Regions from separate parts of the Mus musculus genome. Here regions 2, 3 and 4 are each linked to region 1. The links are chromatin contacts, called in public HiChIP or PLAC-seq and promoter capture Hi-C maps. All regions are on one chromosome and are shown on one strand. The core of a region is the stretch at or near the end of the contact, and the rest is flanking DNA. Distances in the headings are between cores, read along the strand shown. Region 1 holds the start of Inf2 (inverted formin, FH2 and WH2 domain containing). Region 2 overlaps Exoc3l4 (exocyst complex component 3-like 4). Region 3 holds the start of Eif5 (eukaryotic translation initiation factor 5). Region 4 holds the start of Cdc42bpb (CDC42 binding protein kinase beta).

Region 1 (3,815 bases), core at 477-2,976:
GTGACAGGGGGGGGTCCATCGTCCCTTTCTACATCAGATGTTCCTAGGCCCGTTCCCCTTATGGTTCCCCTTATGGTAGCCCCGAGAGACTAACTCTGAAGCTCACTCTAAAAAGAGAGAGGTATACCCTCTCTAACCACAATGCCCACTGGCCAAGGAACTATGCACCTATTAAACACCTGCTGTGTGCAGGGTCAGGCAGTACAATATTAGGCCCCATCCTTCAGACCGTGAGGACCCTCACAGAGCCCAAGGACTCAGCCTACTCCGGAGACCGCCACCATTCCTGCCCAGAATGGCCCAGCAGCAGCCTGCCTGCACCCACAGGTGTCCCCATCACCCACCATCCTGCAATTCTCCTGCCTCCTCCAACAGCTTTCATAAGCCTGAAAACTTTCCCCTGTAACAAGTGCACTTTGGTAGAAGGTGAACGAGTCTATTTAAGGTAGGTGCTTTCAGGTCTCAGCACAGCGAGATGGGTGCAATTAGCTAGACAGCCATCAGCACCCCCACAAAATGAGGGGCCTCAGCTGGAGGTTAACCCCTCAGGAGCAGAACCCTTGCCAACAGCCTGCTTGGGTACCAGGGAGGGAAGCTTAGAGACCGCCAGGAAAAGGTAGGAAGGCAGAGCCAGGCAGGGCAACTCCTACCTGGTCCTAGGGGGACCCCCAGCTAGGTCAACTTGCACAGCTGCTCCCCAACCAATGGGTTGGGACAGGGAGAAGCCTTAGTCTCCAGCCTTGGAACAAACACCTTTTTTTTTTTTTTTTTTTTTTTTTTGCTCTAGGGGTTACAGTGTCTGCTTCCCAAATGCCCCCTGCCCTGGGTGACACCCTGAAGGGATACAGTCTGAGACACTCTCCTCACCCTTCAAGTTTAGAGAAGGAATTGAGGCCCAGAGAGGACGGGTAAGGAGGGACTTCCCAACTCTGGCTTCGACCCGGGCGTGCAAGCTTTAGAGTGGGTGCACTGACCTGGAGCCCAAGGCAGGAAGGAGCAGGGTCATTTTTGCCGCTGACTCCTGGTGTGTCCAACCTGTCACCGTGTGCCACCGGGCACTGAGCGGTTAGAAGACGGGACACACGGGCCCATAGACGGCTCTCCATCCCATAGTCCTCTAGGGAGTCCACCAAAGCATAGTTGGGCTTTCTGCTAAGATCACCTTCATTCCCAGCGTCCTTGCCCAGGAGGAGGGTAGACAGGGGTAGCCACAAGAAACAGAGCTGTGTCACTCTCTCAGGTCTGCCTTAGCCCACCGGCGGCGGGCATCTTTAGAAGCTAGCTGTCAGGGCGGGGCCGCAAGCTCGCCCTGTGCTATCCCGGAGGCGGACCTCCAGTTGAAGTTTATTTTCTCAACTGTGGCTGATTCATGGTCAGGATGTGGTAGCCGCAAGGTGGGGGAACTCCTCCAGTCCGACCCGGAGCAAACACCCTATGAGCAGTGAGCATCATCTCCATATCAGCCCGTAGTCGAGGGCCAAGAGCGCGGGACCAGGTTCTTGGCCACCTTGGTGCACACGCGGCAGTCCGCTCCTCAACCCCAACCATTTCCCTCACTGCCCCCAGACTCGGTTTCCCTCTGCGTTCCAGGCTAGCCCGAAGCCGCGGACTTACCGGGTGGGGGTACAGCCGAGAGATGGTGCAGAGTGCTGTGTCCCGGCGCCGGAGCGTCTGGGGCTGCGGGCGGCGGCCTCGCGGCTGCTTTCCGCACAGTCTAACCGCGCTCGCGGGCCGGGCGGGGCTGGAGGGAGGAAGGGGAGGTGCGGCCCCACCCGGCGGCGGCCACGTGGGGGGCGGTGCTGCCCGGGGCGGGGCGGGGTGGGGTCTCCAAGGAAGCCCTGCCCACCCGGGTCTGGCATCTCTGCGGGGGCGGAGAGATGAAAAGGAATGGGACATTCCGGGACTCTCTAGAGACCTGCTGGGAATGGCCCTTTTGCCTCCGACCTCACTGTCAGTTCCCGCCCAGGCTCCCTAGCACGTTCCTTATCTCTCCCCTACGCTGGCCATCTGGTGGACTCACGAGTTGGTCAGGTTCTCCACCACCTCTGGTCCAGCTCTGCCTCCCACACGGGAGCCCTGCTGTAGGCTGCTGATCTTGAGAGTCCTCCGATGTCCCTACCTTCATCCTTTTTTCACTGGAGGTAGCTATTTCCAGTTTCTAGCTCTGTCCTGAGGACCTGCTGAAGTGCTCTCCCTGGCCCTAGCCTGGGCTGTGCGCCCTCAGTTTCTCCAGCTTGAAGTTGTACCTTTAAAAGGTTTATGAACGTGAATAAAGGGTCTCCACTTACTTGAGCCTTGAATCTTCCAAGCTGGGTGGAGGGCATGTGGCGGGTGGGCAGAGTGAAGGGCTCTGGATCTCCTGTAGCCATTCTATCCTGGACACAGCATCATGCTTGGGGGTTTATGTGCTCTTCTGCCACATGGGATTAAGCACAGCCTTGGCTGCCTGTAAATGTCCATCTCAGTATTCTGTGCCCCCTGCTCGGCCCTATCATCTCAAGCGCAGGGCCAAAAGCAACCTTTGATAGCTAGCCAGTGTTGGGATGGCCCCAAAGTGCTTGGTGTGCACCGCCAAGGCAGGTGCTGACTGGCTCTTGGACACTGCCCAGCCTGGGATGTAAGTCTTGGCCGTTCCTGTAGTGGGACTCAGCTGTTCTTAGAATGCACAGTCCCTGCAGCCACCAAATGAGCCACTCAGCCCCACTAACGCTCAGCACAGAGACCTTCTGTCTGGGCTGCAATTCTGGTTACCCAACATCACCTAGGTCTGGTGGCTCCTTCTGGGAAGGGGTCAGCAAGGTTTACTCACTCTGTCCTGGGCCTTTGGTCAGAGGGTGTGTTTATTTACCCAAAAGGAGGAATGTGACTATGGCCCCAGCCTGGAGGACTGTTGGCCTCAGCCTGTCACCATCCCTCATTCCCTCATCCCCCCATGAGACCGCAGTGGCTGTGTTTGGGAACTGTGTCATCTTTCCAGGTTCTTCTGCAGTGGCCCTGAGGGAGGTGCGGCCCTGTTGGAGCTGTTCCTCAGGGTCAGGCCAAGCCATGAGAGGCCAGAGCAGGATGAAGCGGGCAGAGTAGCTAGTTGGTAGCTGGGGTCAGGGTTCAGAGATCTGGCAGTTTGTGGCTCTGGATGCTGCAGGAGTGGGAGTTTCCCTTGAACCTCAGCTTGGGCTCTCTGTGGCCACAGAAGTGACGTTTCTGCTTCAGGAGCGTCACCTGCCTGAGTGCGGTGGCTGTTCTCGGGCCTTTCCCATTTCCTTTTTTGATTGTTTTGTGAGTTGTTGCACTACATAGCTTAGAAATATCGATTCTCCTGTCGCAGCCCTTGGAAAGTAATAGGATTGCAGGATTGTGCTACCATAGTGTTTCTCTCTCTCTCTTTCTCTGTCTCTCTCTGTGTGTCTCTGTGTCTCTTTGTCTCTGTTGGTTCACTGTCTCTGTGTCTGTCCCTCTATATCTCTGTGTCTGTCTCTCTCTCTCTCTCTCTCTATGTCTTTGTGTCTGTCTCTGTCTCTCGTCTCTGTCTGCCTCTCTGTCTCTTTCTCTCTGTGTGTCTCTCTCTGTGTCTCTGTCTCTCTATGTCTCTATGTTTCTCTCTGTCTGCCTCTCTGTCTTTTTCTATCTCTGTCTCTCTCTGTGTCTCTGTCTGCTTGTCTTTGTCTTTCTCTGTGTCTCTGTGTCTGTTTTTGTGTCTTTGTCTCTGACTCTCTGTGTCTCTGTGTCTCTGTGTCTATGTCTGTCTCTCTGTCTCTGTCTGCCTCTCTGTCTCTTTCTCTCTGTGAGTCTTTCTCTCTGTCTCTCTCTGCTTGTTC
Region 2 (3,292 bases), core at 173-2,672, 1.2 Mb after region 1:
GGCTTTTGGGACCCCAGACCACATGCAATTACTTATCCCCACATAAGCTAGTGTCAGGGTCAAGCCCAAAGCTACAGTGGCAGTCTGCTGGGGAACAGTAGAGTAAGAAAGCCATCACAGCCCCGTGCCATCAACTCTGTAAATCCTGGTTTGGCTCACATATTCCCTGGGAATTGGAGCCAACAATGAAAACAGGTCTCCAGCCTTTGCCTACAGGCTATAGACAAATTTCAAGTTGTCTAGGGAAGCAGGTGCACTGTCTCCTGGAAATGTACCCGAGGCATGGTTACCTTTCCACCTGTACACCACCACCACACAGTGACCTGGCAAATTTTATTGCTTGAGAGTCCCTCCTACATGAAACTAGAATACTGCAAGCTGCAGAACCGGTGCTCACGAGGGCTCAGGTGCCTAGCAAGAGGCTGAGGGCTGTCTACCCCTTCTGGGCAAGACCAACGTGGTGTCTGAGGCTAGGGACCCAGGGTGTGGGGTCTGCCTTTGCTTTGTTGTTGCTTTTAAAATGTATTTAGTTTTCCTTTATGCACACGTGTCTTGCCTGCCTGCATGTCTGTGTTCAGCACAAGCTCACACTCACAGAGGCCAGAGAGGGCGTTTGGTCCTCTGGAACTGGAGTTGAGGACGGTTGTTTATCGCCCTGTGGGTGCTGGGAGCACAACCTTTGAAGGGAGAGCCAAGGCTCCTGTTTTGATCTGCTGAGGCAGGCAGGGGCTTTTCCAGCTCAGGACTGGCTCGGTCCTCCCATACATTCAATCCAGCATCACCTCTCCCAACCAGCTTAGCTTGCCCAACCTTGTACACTATTTTAATTCACATTTATTTTTAGAATCCTCAGCTTCGCACTACAGTGTGGATGTGCTGAGCAGTTAGAAAGGGAAGCCTTCCCTGGCCTGAAGTCCTGAAAGGAGACTCCGCAGCCCCAAAAGACTCCCCCACAAATGCCCGGAATGCCTCATCTCCTGGCTCCTCTGGCTGAGCAGCCAGGCAGCTGAGACCAAAAATTCCATGTCCCCAGGCTTCAGTGCTGGGGGTAGGGCCAGAGTGACTCACTGGGCTCCCAACTTGGGGTCAGTCATGGAGAGGGTGACAGATCCTCGGCCAACGAGGCTCCTGCTCGCCCTTCAGCCCTAGATGCAGGTGATTAGCACGTCCACAGAGGTGGGCACTTCGATCTCCTCGAAGAGCACGTGGTGTGAGGGGAGCCTGGTCTCGTGGGCAGCCCTCAGCAAGTCTTGGGTGTGTTGCAAGAGATTCTGGTTCCGGCGGCGGCCGAGTCTGCGTAGTGCCAGAATGGCCAGAATGTGGTCTCGCCTGTAGAGACATAGGTTCCCCACTGCAGAGCGGTGCCCCCTGGTACCCTTCAGCTCTTGCCCCGCCCCCACCCCCGGGAGGGCAGGAACCCAGGCTTGGGAGGAAGTATGATTCAGCATTCCTGGAGCTGGATTAGGGAGGCTGAAAGGCTGGGACTATCCCAGGCTGCGAGGGGATGGGGCTCTAAAAGGAGGCAAGGAGGCGGGAGTGTGGGCCTGGAGGTGCACAGTAACTGGACCTAGAACACACAGACATGAGACAGGGGAGGGGGCATGCGCACAGCGGAAAGAAGCTCTGTGCAGAGGCAACGCAAGAACTCTGATCTAGGGAAGGCTCCAGAAACTGGCAGAATGCTAGGGAGGTAGAGGCCAGGCCAGGCCAGGCCAGGCGGCAGGTTGGGGAATGTCCTCACAGTGTGCAAGACAGAGCGTGGTGGGGGTGTAGGGTGACAGGTGAAGTGGTGGAGGGGTGGACGTGGGTGGAATAGGTACAAAGGGGCACCCTGAGTCACTGCGTCCCCACTGCTTCCCCGCAGCCATCCAAGACCACTTTTGGAGCCAGGGAGGAAGGGCCAAACACCAGTTGGGGAACCCCCGAGGAGCGGTAGGGAAACTGAAAACTTAGAAGGAACTAACGGGGTCGGGTCGTTGTTGTCCGTATTCAAAATCTACCAGAACAAACAAGCTGCGAGCAGCAAGGAGCCAGAGAAGGGGCTGGACCAGGGGCTTTCAGTGATCTTTCCATCCCGGAATCTCCGAGAGCACTGGAGAGAGCCAAGCCGGGATTTCCAAGGGCTCTGATGATTCACTGCCCCACACGAGCCTCCTCATGGCTGCCGAGGCCTCAGAGAGCTTCCAGAGAGGGTTTGAGCCCGAGAGTGGAGCCACGCCGTCCACAGATGGTGGAGAACACGAGGGAGGGGATGGTCCTCTTGCCTGCGGTCCCTGTGCGCCTTCCTCGCGGGCATGCGCACACGGGTCCGTCGCGGTTCGCTTCCCGACTAAGCCACAGTTCTCTCGGCCCTGACAAGCTCGCTCTTCCCTCCGTTCCACGCCTGCACTCACTTTGCTAAAGGCGCGAGTGCCAGGTTCCAGTGACCCCTGACTCTAGGAGGGAAGGAGGATCTGCTAACCTGATGTCCGGGTAGCTCCGTATAAGTGTTTCCAGGTGCCGCCGGATGTCGTCTTTGTATGTCTCGCCCAGGATCTCAGCCACAGACAGGATGGCTTGGTCCAGCCACTTGGCTTCAGAGCCCTAAGGAAACAGGGAGATATGTGCGTGGTTCATCTCCCCCAAGGAGTCTCTGCCTACAAACCTCTCCTGTAGTGCCCAGAAACACCCTTCCCGTGTGTCTGCCGCGGGTGGCTTGCCCATAAGAAGATTCCACGGAGTCAGGGAATAAGATTCCACAGACCACATCTGCGGTGACTCTGGAGAGTTTTCTTCCTGTCTGCACAGACGGGAAATCCGAGCCCTGACCAGGAAAGTGCTGATTGGAACCTGTCACCAGTAGGAGGCCAGCAGCCCAGATAAGGGGTTTGGGCTCAAAGTGCTCCCGAGAGGGGAAAGATCTCCCACAGACCTTGCCCATCATAACCTTCATTCCTTCTTTGCCTTCACCCACAAATGTATGCAAATACAATGTAAAGTGAAACCCCCTCCTGTGCCCGCCCCTTTAGAGTCTAGCCCCACTGCCATTTTCCCTGTGGAGTCTGAAGAACCGCCTAGTGGAAGCTCTTTTCTCCTGCTTCACCCGCCGTGAGGGCTCTTTACAGGATGAAAACAACAGAATAGGGGGTTCCTGGCTGGGTTTGCTGGCCAGAGACTGAGCCCGATTGACAGTCAGACGCTGCTCCTACCAAGCCCTGGAAGGTGTTGCTAATGGCCTGGGCATCCAGGTTCATCTTATTAGAGCCCTTCAGTCGATCCTGGCCACTGAACCTCTCGTGGGGCCTCAGCACCT
Region 3 (3,827 bases), core at 1,200-3,699, 1.1 Mb after region 1:
GTACAGAGTTTATGATGTGTGTCAAGCATGCCTCGGTACCCACAGGCTTTACAAGAATTACCTATTGTTTGCTTCTTTGGATTGACATGCTATTAAGGAAAGTAAAAACAAGTGTCATCTACAGCCAAAAAGGAAAAGTGGATAGAAGTTTTTGTTACATTATAAAAGTGCCAGAAGACATCTAAAGTACTAATTTAACCCAATTTTCTTCATGATAGTCTTGAAAAAAAACCTAAAAGGCACTCACCAGATCTGTTTCAGGATTCTCACACTCAGGACAGAGAACAAATTTTTTAATGAATCCATCCAACATGTCTTGCAGCTTATTCGCCTCATGAGATCCATTGACAATGTAACGGTCATTCTTAACATCAAACTGGGTCTGTGCTCCCAGCTCACAACCAAAATATTTGGTGGGATCTGTATAAAGACAAGACATTCCATTATAGTTAACTAAAGCACTGGTTGCACGTGAATATACAAAAACTCACCGTGTTAAAATTACAGGGAAACTGAAATACAGCCAGGGTGGCTTAATGACACCCAATCAAGTAGGTCCGCAGTTCCAACTTGCTAATTAACATGATTGAGGAAAGATGTATAGCTCAAAGACTGTAAAAACTATAGCCATAATATACCTTTTCAGGCTTCTCCAAGCTTTACTTACACGTTGGAGGCCGATTAAGCGCCTTTGCAACGTCAACCATGTTGACTATAACTGTCTTGATTCCATTTCCTTTGCCCTCAACCTAAAGGAAATAAGAATTTCAATTTTGCACTGTCTTCCCTGTGAAATGTAATCTTTCAAAACCTATCAAGAGTGTGCGGACCAACAGGCTACTAAAATAAAAACCAGCATTACCTTAGCAATCAAACGGGGCATCTTGTAGCGATAGAACTGGTCTGACACGCTGCGGTTGACGTTGACAGACATTTTGGCTTATTAGTGACTTTATCAATAAGATGAAGAGATCTTTGATTGCAACTTTTTGGTATCTTCTGTCTGGAGAAGAAGGGATGACATAAACGACTGCAAGAGTTCTCGGTCTCTGACATGAAAAAATTTTCGCCACTGAGGCTGTAAGCTTCTTGCTTGTATGCTATGTTTCCCCAATACAGGTACCAATGGCTGCGCAACAGCTCTGAAAGAGAAAAGGAGAAAACACACAACAACCCTACAGGTTTAGCATCACTCCTCCCCGGGACAACTTCCCGTCCCCGAGTCCCTCACACAACTAACACTCCGAGCTCTAACAGCCCGAGTCCTTGTGAGAAAACAGCTGACATCCCCATGTAACAAAGCACAACTCCAGGAACCCAGGAGGCCACCATTTTGACACGGGTTGTGACTGGCAGGGAAACTGCTCGAAACGAGGAGGACAACACGGAACACAAACCCTGCTCCCTCAGCCGCCGGGAGATTGTCACATCAAAGGCCACCGGCGAGTCATGGGTTGCCCCGGCCGAGCGACAGCGTTGTAACTGCCGAAAAGGGGATCCGGGCCCTTTCTCTCCCTCACTTCAGGCCCGGGGGCCACCAACTTCGCCGATGGCGCCTCCCCCGGCTGCCATCGTGGTAAAACGGGAAACGTCGAGCCGGACCTGCCAACCGCCGAGGGGCGGCTTCGGCGACTCCGGGGGCTTCAGGGCGGCAAGTCCAGGCTGGGAGCCATTGGCTCCGTCGGAGCACGAGGACCACGGCCGAAGCCGCGCCCGGGCTCCCTCCCCTCGCTCCCTCGGCGCACGGCCGACCTTCGCCCTCGTCCCCATGGCTACGCGACGGTCGCAGCCCGTCGCCCGGCCTCCCCCTTCCGGCGGCCGGCGGGGCAGAGGTGCGGCCTCCCTGAGTCACAAACGCGCCCCGGGCCTGACTCAGCCACGGCGCGCGCGCGGGCGCGCTCCCGCACGGCCCGGCCCCCCCCAAACTGCGCCACACGCGCGGCGGGTCACGCGGCCGCGCCGCCATCTTGCCGCCGCCATGGCCCGCCGCCCGCGACTCACCGTTTTCGTCAAATAAAGACATAAACCCAACGCGGCTCGCCCGGGACTGGGAGGAAGAGGCGCTGGAAACCGGGTCCGGAGCGGCGGGGCCGGCGGCGAGCGGAGGGGCGGCTGGGCAGGTGCCGCCGCCGAGCAGCGGGAGGGACTGTCCCAGCGACGTCCGCGTCCACACCAGCAGCGCCGAGCCTGGCGACCTGGCGGGGACAAGGCAGTGAGCGGCGGGCGGCGCCTGCCCCCGCCGGCGGCCCGCGGGGTGGAGGGGCGGGAGCGCAGGGCAGGGGCGCGGGCCACCGCCCCCCGCGGACTCACCTCTGGAATGTTCTCGCTCTGACTGAACAACGCCGCCGCCGCGCTCAAGCTACCCTCGGCCCCGGAGCCCGCCCCTTGTACCGGGCAGCCACCGCTTATTGGCCGCAGGCCCTCCCAACTTCTCTTGTCATTGGCTCGCATGCACGTCGATCTCACGCTTCTCCGCCCTCCACTTCCTGGGGCTCCACTCGTGGTCTCGGCCCGCCTCCTGCCTGTCCCAGCTTCCTTCCCTTCCCTTCCCCCCCCCAACTCCGTCCTTCCCAGAGGCCTTCGCGGTCTCGCGATAGCCCGGCTCGCTCTGAGTTTATGCGTTCAGGCACTATGGCGCCTGCCTAGTCCTCTCTCGGGGCGGGGCCGGGCCGGCTATGTCCACGGTGCTTCTCTGTGGGCCACGCGTGATCTAACTGCTCATCTGGACCGCGCCAGGAGGCTCCCGACACTGCGGCTCCCCTTGCCTCTTTCCCACCACCCTTCCTGCTGCCTGGCCCGTGCCTGTCATCCCATATGGTGCCTCTCCCTGAGCTCGGGGAGCCAAGCCGCCGCCGAGCCGAGACTCCGCGGTTGTGGCTCTGAGGTTTCCCACGATAGAAACCTTTTTTTGTGTAGCTTGGGTCCCCGCGCAACTTAGGGTGGTCTCGACCCCAGTCAGGTCCGGCTGTGCCTCGAGGTTTGGCCATCCCCCCGCCTCGGGGCTCAGTCGCCACGTAGGGCCACCCCGTCCAGCCCAGCCCGGTCTGTAAAGGCCAGGCTGGTTGGTGACTGTGACTCCCTGCAGGTGCACCCGAGGAGGCAACAGTGTTTTATTTACTAACAATTTATGTTCGGAAGAGGAGCCCGGACTTTTTCTTTCCTAGACACTCTTCCATTATTTAAAAGAAAAAAAAAACTTCTTTTTTTGGTAAAAGTTTCGACTGAGAGTTGAAATCATCCCAGAGTCCAACTAATAATATAGAAATACCTGTTCCACCTTCCCAGGGCTTCTGAGAGCAGCAGCCTGGCTTAGTCAGCAGCTGCCTGGTTTCCTGGATGGGGAGAAAGAGCAGTGTTGTGGAAGAAGGGCTGCCCTTTGTTCTACGCCAGTAGAATTTGTAACAAGGTTAAAATGGAAAGATCAATTTTATTTTGCCCAAATCCAAGGTTATTTCCCCATGACTTAAAAGCTCTGTAAAGCTAATTGACCATGTCCGTGAGGGAGACTAAAGACAAGATGCAGAACTGAAAGATTTGTGTCTCTTCTGTAGCTTTTATTTCACAGTCCATGGCTCTACAGTTTTTACGGCTCTGTGCTTATCCAGGTTCCCCCTCGTTAAAGTGGAAAGATCTCAGGCAGTGCCTCTGTGAGCCATGGATCATGACTTGGCAGTATTGGAAAAGATTGAGTTTTTGCTTGGCTGAACTCAAATGGCAATATTTTAGAAACTCTCAGAAAAGGGTGTGAAACCAGTCCGAGGTAAGAGGCTTGTCTCACAAAAGTATTTTTGGTAACACTATACAAAGTGGTCTTTTCTGTATGTTCG
Region 4 (3,812 bases), core at 86-2,585, 1.2 Mb after region 1:
GGACGGCGTCCTAAAAGGCAGTGCGGAAACAGATCTGGGATGAGCAGACGCACTGAAGGCAGTTGGGTTGGGCACCTCAGACTGGTACCGGGGTGCAAGGGCAAAGTCCTAATTTGGAGGGATTAAATAGTCCAGCAGCATGCAATCAGAGAAGGGACTCAGAGTTGTCCGTTGGGAGTGGCTGGAAGTGTGACAGGGCCAGCCAAAGAAGACACTCTCGTGGGCAAGCTTACGGGACAAAGAAAAAGCAAGAGGGCTGTCAAGGAAAAAAAAATGCAGTTGGCTGCTCAGACTTTAGTTTTGGGTAGGATGATTCTCTTGGGCTTTAATTTTTAAGTTTAAACAACTGGGCATCACACACATGCAGTAACTCGTGAATATACTTTATATGTGTATAGATTCCTTCACAATAATAAAGATCTGACAAGGGTTCGCTCTATCCAACCTACAATACCGGGCTATTTTGCCTGCGTCTTAAAAACTAAGTTAGATACACACACATACTGACGCGCGTGAATTTTGAGGGCAGTTTGGAGGCTTATGTGTGTGCTTCGTAACCCCAACCAAGTCATACATCATTCCCAGCAGGCAGGGACTCTTCAGTCGCTTCCTGCTGGAGTCGCCATTCGGCTTTCCACCCTGCGCTTTGCCTCAGGCTCCTCTCAGCTTCCGGCTTCCAAACCCCACCTGCCCCGCCTCTGCTGCACCACAAGCCCCCATTCTTTTGAAGCAACCTTGGGGTCCACAAAGGGCTCCTCCTCTGCGGAGGTTGGGGATGTCATAAGGGATGTTTTACATCAACCTTCTGAGCCGTCCAACTGAGTGAAAGCGGCGACTCGCCTGGAGACAACAGTCTACTCCCCACCAGGTCGACACCCTAATAATCAGTCACGGGGTAGACTCTGAACCGATGAGACAGGGCACTGCGCATCCCCAGCGGCGCGTGCCCAGTGGGGAGCGCGCGTCCAGCGGACCCCGGAGCCTCCCGGCAGGTGCCCCGCCCGCGTCTCCCGTGCGCACTGGGACCCAGAGCACTGTCGGTTCACAGCTCAGACGAGCTCAACCGAAACCCAGCAGTAATGACCCGGGGGTCGCGCCGGACAGCTGCCTCGCTAGGCCACGAGGGTCGGTCCCGAGGATCGGGAACAGAGCCGAACTATGGGACCCAGGGCGCACACAGCGCGGCTGGGCGCCCCGCCCGCGCTCCTGTGCGCGTGCGCCACCCGCAATCTCGGTTTCGCACTGGGTACCCCGCCCCACACCGTCCCTACGGCGAACCGCGAGGCCCAAAGAGCGGAGGATCGCCGCGGGCCGAGGGCGGGGCGTCGCGCTGAGGTCAGCGCGGCGGCGATCGGCCCCGCGGTGGTTGGCTGCGCCGCGCTGGCCGCGCCCTGGTTGGCTTGCAGGTCGCGGGCTGGGCGGCTGGCCGGGCTGAGGTCGGGGCTCGGGCGCCGGCCGGGTGTACGCGGTGCTGGGCTCCGCCGCGGTCCGGGTCGGTGACGGCGCGCGCGAGGGCGCGGCCAGGCGCCGAGGGCGGGGACGGCGTGCGGGCGGCGCCTAGGGGAGGAGACCGGCCCATGGACCCGCGGGGCCCGGTGCCCCAGACTCGGTGCCGCCGGGACGGAGCCCAAGATGTCGGCCTAGGCCGGGCTGCGACGACAAGGACTGTGCGGCTACTGGACGCCGGGGTGCGCGGCCGCCGGGCCGGGGAGTGCTGGCTCTGACGCCGGGGCGCACGGACGGAGAGAGGCCGGCGCGTGGGGAGCGGGCCGCGCGGCACCATGTCGGCCAAGGTGCGGCTCAAGAAGCTGGAGCAGCTGCTCCTGGACGGGCCGTGGCGCAACGATAGCGCCCTGAGCGTGGAGACGCTGCTGGACGTGCTGGTGTGCCTTTACACCGAGTGCAGCCACTCGGCGCTGCGCCGCGACAAGTATGTGGCGGAGTTCCTCGAGTGGGGTGAGTAAGGTGCCGCTCGCCCCCCTGCGCCTCTCACTGCTCGCACCCGCGCCGGGCCTCCCTGGTTCTGCGCTCCGGAGCCACATCCTCCGTTTGCACTCCCCCCACTCCCGGCCATCGCCCTGGCCGCTTCCTAGACCCACCCTCCCAGTCTGGATATCATTTCCTGCAGCGCTCCCTGGGATATCCGCCCTGCCCCCGCCCCGGACTAGCCTTTGGGGTCCAGAGTCGAGCCTGGAGCTACCCCTCCTAGCCCTAGACTCTACCGGGTGGGAGGGCAGCCTCTGTGCCTTTTGCACCTCCTCACCACCCGCCCCTGCTCGGTGGGCCTTCCGAAGGCTTCGTTCCACAGCCCAGCCCCTAGGACTCCACCCAGGTGACAGCCTGTCCACCTCCCCTTGATGTCCACGGCTTGAATATCCCTTTCTTTTAGCACGTCCGAGCAGTTTTTAACTGTTAAAGGTTTTATATAAAATACAAGAACCCTCCCCCAACACCCCCAACCCCCGACTCCCTAATTGTAACCGTGTCAGACTGGTGATATTTCGGGGTGTGTGTGACAGCTAGAACTGTCACTTAAAAACTTATACATCTGATCTTGGGTATTCGGTTCATCTAGGGATCTAATGCAGTAATCATAGATCGGATGATCTATTGTGCTTTATTAGGACGAATGCTTGATTAAGTCATTCATTGACAGTTCTCAAGACAGGCTACAGTGTAAGGTTTCAACCAACCCGGACAGTAATTTCCCCTTAAGACCCTCAGTTCCCTCACAAGGACTAAGGAGGAGGAAGTGTGATTTAGGTTCAGGTCCAGCTCTGTAAATCTTGTCCTTGGTTGCTTTCGTCATTGGGCTAAGACTGTGCAGTTTGAACCAGTCATTTCTAATCTTCCGGACAGATAAGGTTGATATTTACAGGAGGAAACAAATGTGTTCCACATGCAGGCCTCCTCCTCTAACCGAAATCTAGAGCTGTGTGTAGAACTTCATTGTCCCTCAGTTTTAGAGGGCTTCTGCCTGGTTGCTATTCCGTGAGATGTTGCTGCAGCTGCTTGAGAGCAGCTAGGGGAGGTGTGGGGGCTTTGTTGTGAGGGGCCTCTCTCTGCTCTTGGTCACACAGAGGACTGAGCCCTTCCTTGAGAGCACTGGCTCTCCGGAGACTTAGCAGTGACACGATTTCCAGTTGGATAGTGAACTGATTTCACAGAGTTGCTTTGAAAGTGAGGTCTTTAGTGCACGCTGCAATCTGAGACTTCTCAACATTGGGTTTGCCATTCTTAGCACTGGATCTTGCGATCGAGGCAGTTCCGCAGTCAGGTTCAGCTGGGTGCCCTGCGCGAGGGATAGATACGTCGCTCTGCTCTGCTTGAGGAGAGGGAGGGCAGATTTTGTAATATTTGACCTTTCCAAATCTAAACAGAAGCTGCGTGCTGTCGTGTAGACATAGTTTTAAAATTGTGTTTTGTCTCTTGGAAATTGTGATTACAAATAAATTATCCTCTTAGTTCCTACTCTAAGCTTTTAATTAAGAGCAACCCAGCTGTGATGGCACCCAGCTGTAATCCCGGCATTCGGGAGGCAGAGACAGGAGGCTAAGTATTGAAGGTTAGCCTCAGCTACATTGTGACTTTGAAGCCCAGCATGGGGTATCTAAGAGAGAGTGTCCCTGAACAACAAAAAACAAATTATAGAACAGAATGGTCTTAAATACAAGATAAAATTTTAATGAAATAGTACCACTGTTTAGACTGCCAGGCCCTCTTACATATGTCCCTGTGTGTGCTGTTGTAACCTTGAAGTGGTGTGTTACCAGTAAAGACACACGTGTAGTCACTGTGTAGGTGTTTGGTGA

What was found. Promoter capture Hi-C pulls out the DNA fragments that hold promoters and counts their contacts. HiChIP or PLAC-seq counts read pairs in DNA pulled down with a chosen protein or histone mark.
Region 2: a contact with region 1 is called in a FOXA1 HiChIP or PLAC-seq map of pancreatic cancer cells. The contact joins the enhancer-like site here to the promoter of Inf2 in region 1. A contact is called at or near these places in 1 of 484 Hi-C or Micro-C datasets (the G1E-ER4 cell line) and 3 of 115 datasets of contacts at active chromatin or transcription factors (bone marrow-derived dendritic cells, microglia and pancreatic cancer cells).
Region 3: a contact with region 1 is called in a promoter capture Hi-C map of pre-B cells, with 3 times the contacts expected there. The contact joins the promoter of Eif5 here to the promoter of Inf2 in region 1. A contact is called at or near these places in 2 of 39 promoter capture datasets (liver and pre-B cells), 1 of 484 Hi-C or Micro-C datasets (the G1E-ER4 cell line) and 1 of 115 datasets of contacts at active chromatin or transcription factors (pancreatic cancer cells).
Region 4: a contact with region 1 is called in a promoter capture Hi-C map of liver, with 4 times the contacts expected there. The contact joins the promoter of Cdc42bpb here to the promoter of Inf2 in region 1. A contact is called at or near these places in 3 of 39 promoter capture datasets (cranial neural crest and liver).

The regions. Positions count from the first base shown.
Region 1 is chr12:112,586,695-112,590,509 of GRCm38.p6, reverse strand. It overlaps Inf2 (inverted formin, FH2 and WH2 domain containing), which reads right to left and starts at 1,726. Exons shown (of 23, transcript NM_198411.2): 1 at 1,615-1,726.
Region 2 is chr12:111,428,706-111,431,997 of GRCm38.p6, reverse strand. Exoc3l4 (exocyst complex component 3-like 4) reads right to left here. Exons shown (of 14, transcript NM_001289487.1): 12 at 3,189-3,292; 13 at 2,462-2,583; 14 at 318-1,329. The coding sequence ends at 1,146. Among named protein-coding and RNA genes, the nearest start is that of Tnfaip2, 12 kb to the left of the region's middle. Within about 2 kb of position 1,422, at least 206 of the 459 cell types and tissues checked have an H3K27ac peak or open chromatin away from gene starts, as enhancers often do. A contact at or near this core is called in the G1E-ER4 cell line, bone marrow-derived dendritic cells, microglia and 1 more, where this site is marked.
Region 3 is chr12:111,536,723-111,540,549 of GRCm38.p6, reverse strand. It overlaps Eif5 (eukaryotic translation initiation factor 5), which reads right to left and starts at 2,449. Exons shown (of 12, transcript NM_173363.5): 1 at 2,311-2,449; 2 at 2,002-2,195; 3 at 863-1,142; 4 at 668-749; 5 at 248-420; 6 at 1-89. The coding sequence starts at 934.
Region 4 is chr12:111,375,241-111,379,052 of GRCm38.p6, reverse strand. It overlaps Cdc42bpb (CDC42 binding protein kinase beta), which reads left to right and starts at 1,335. Exons shown (of 37, transcript NM_183016.2): 1 at 1,335-1,956. The coding sequence starts at 1,782.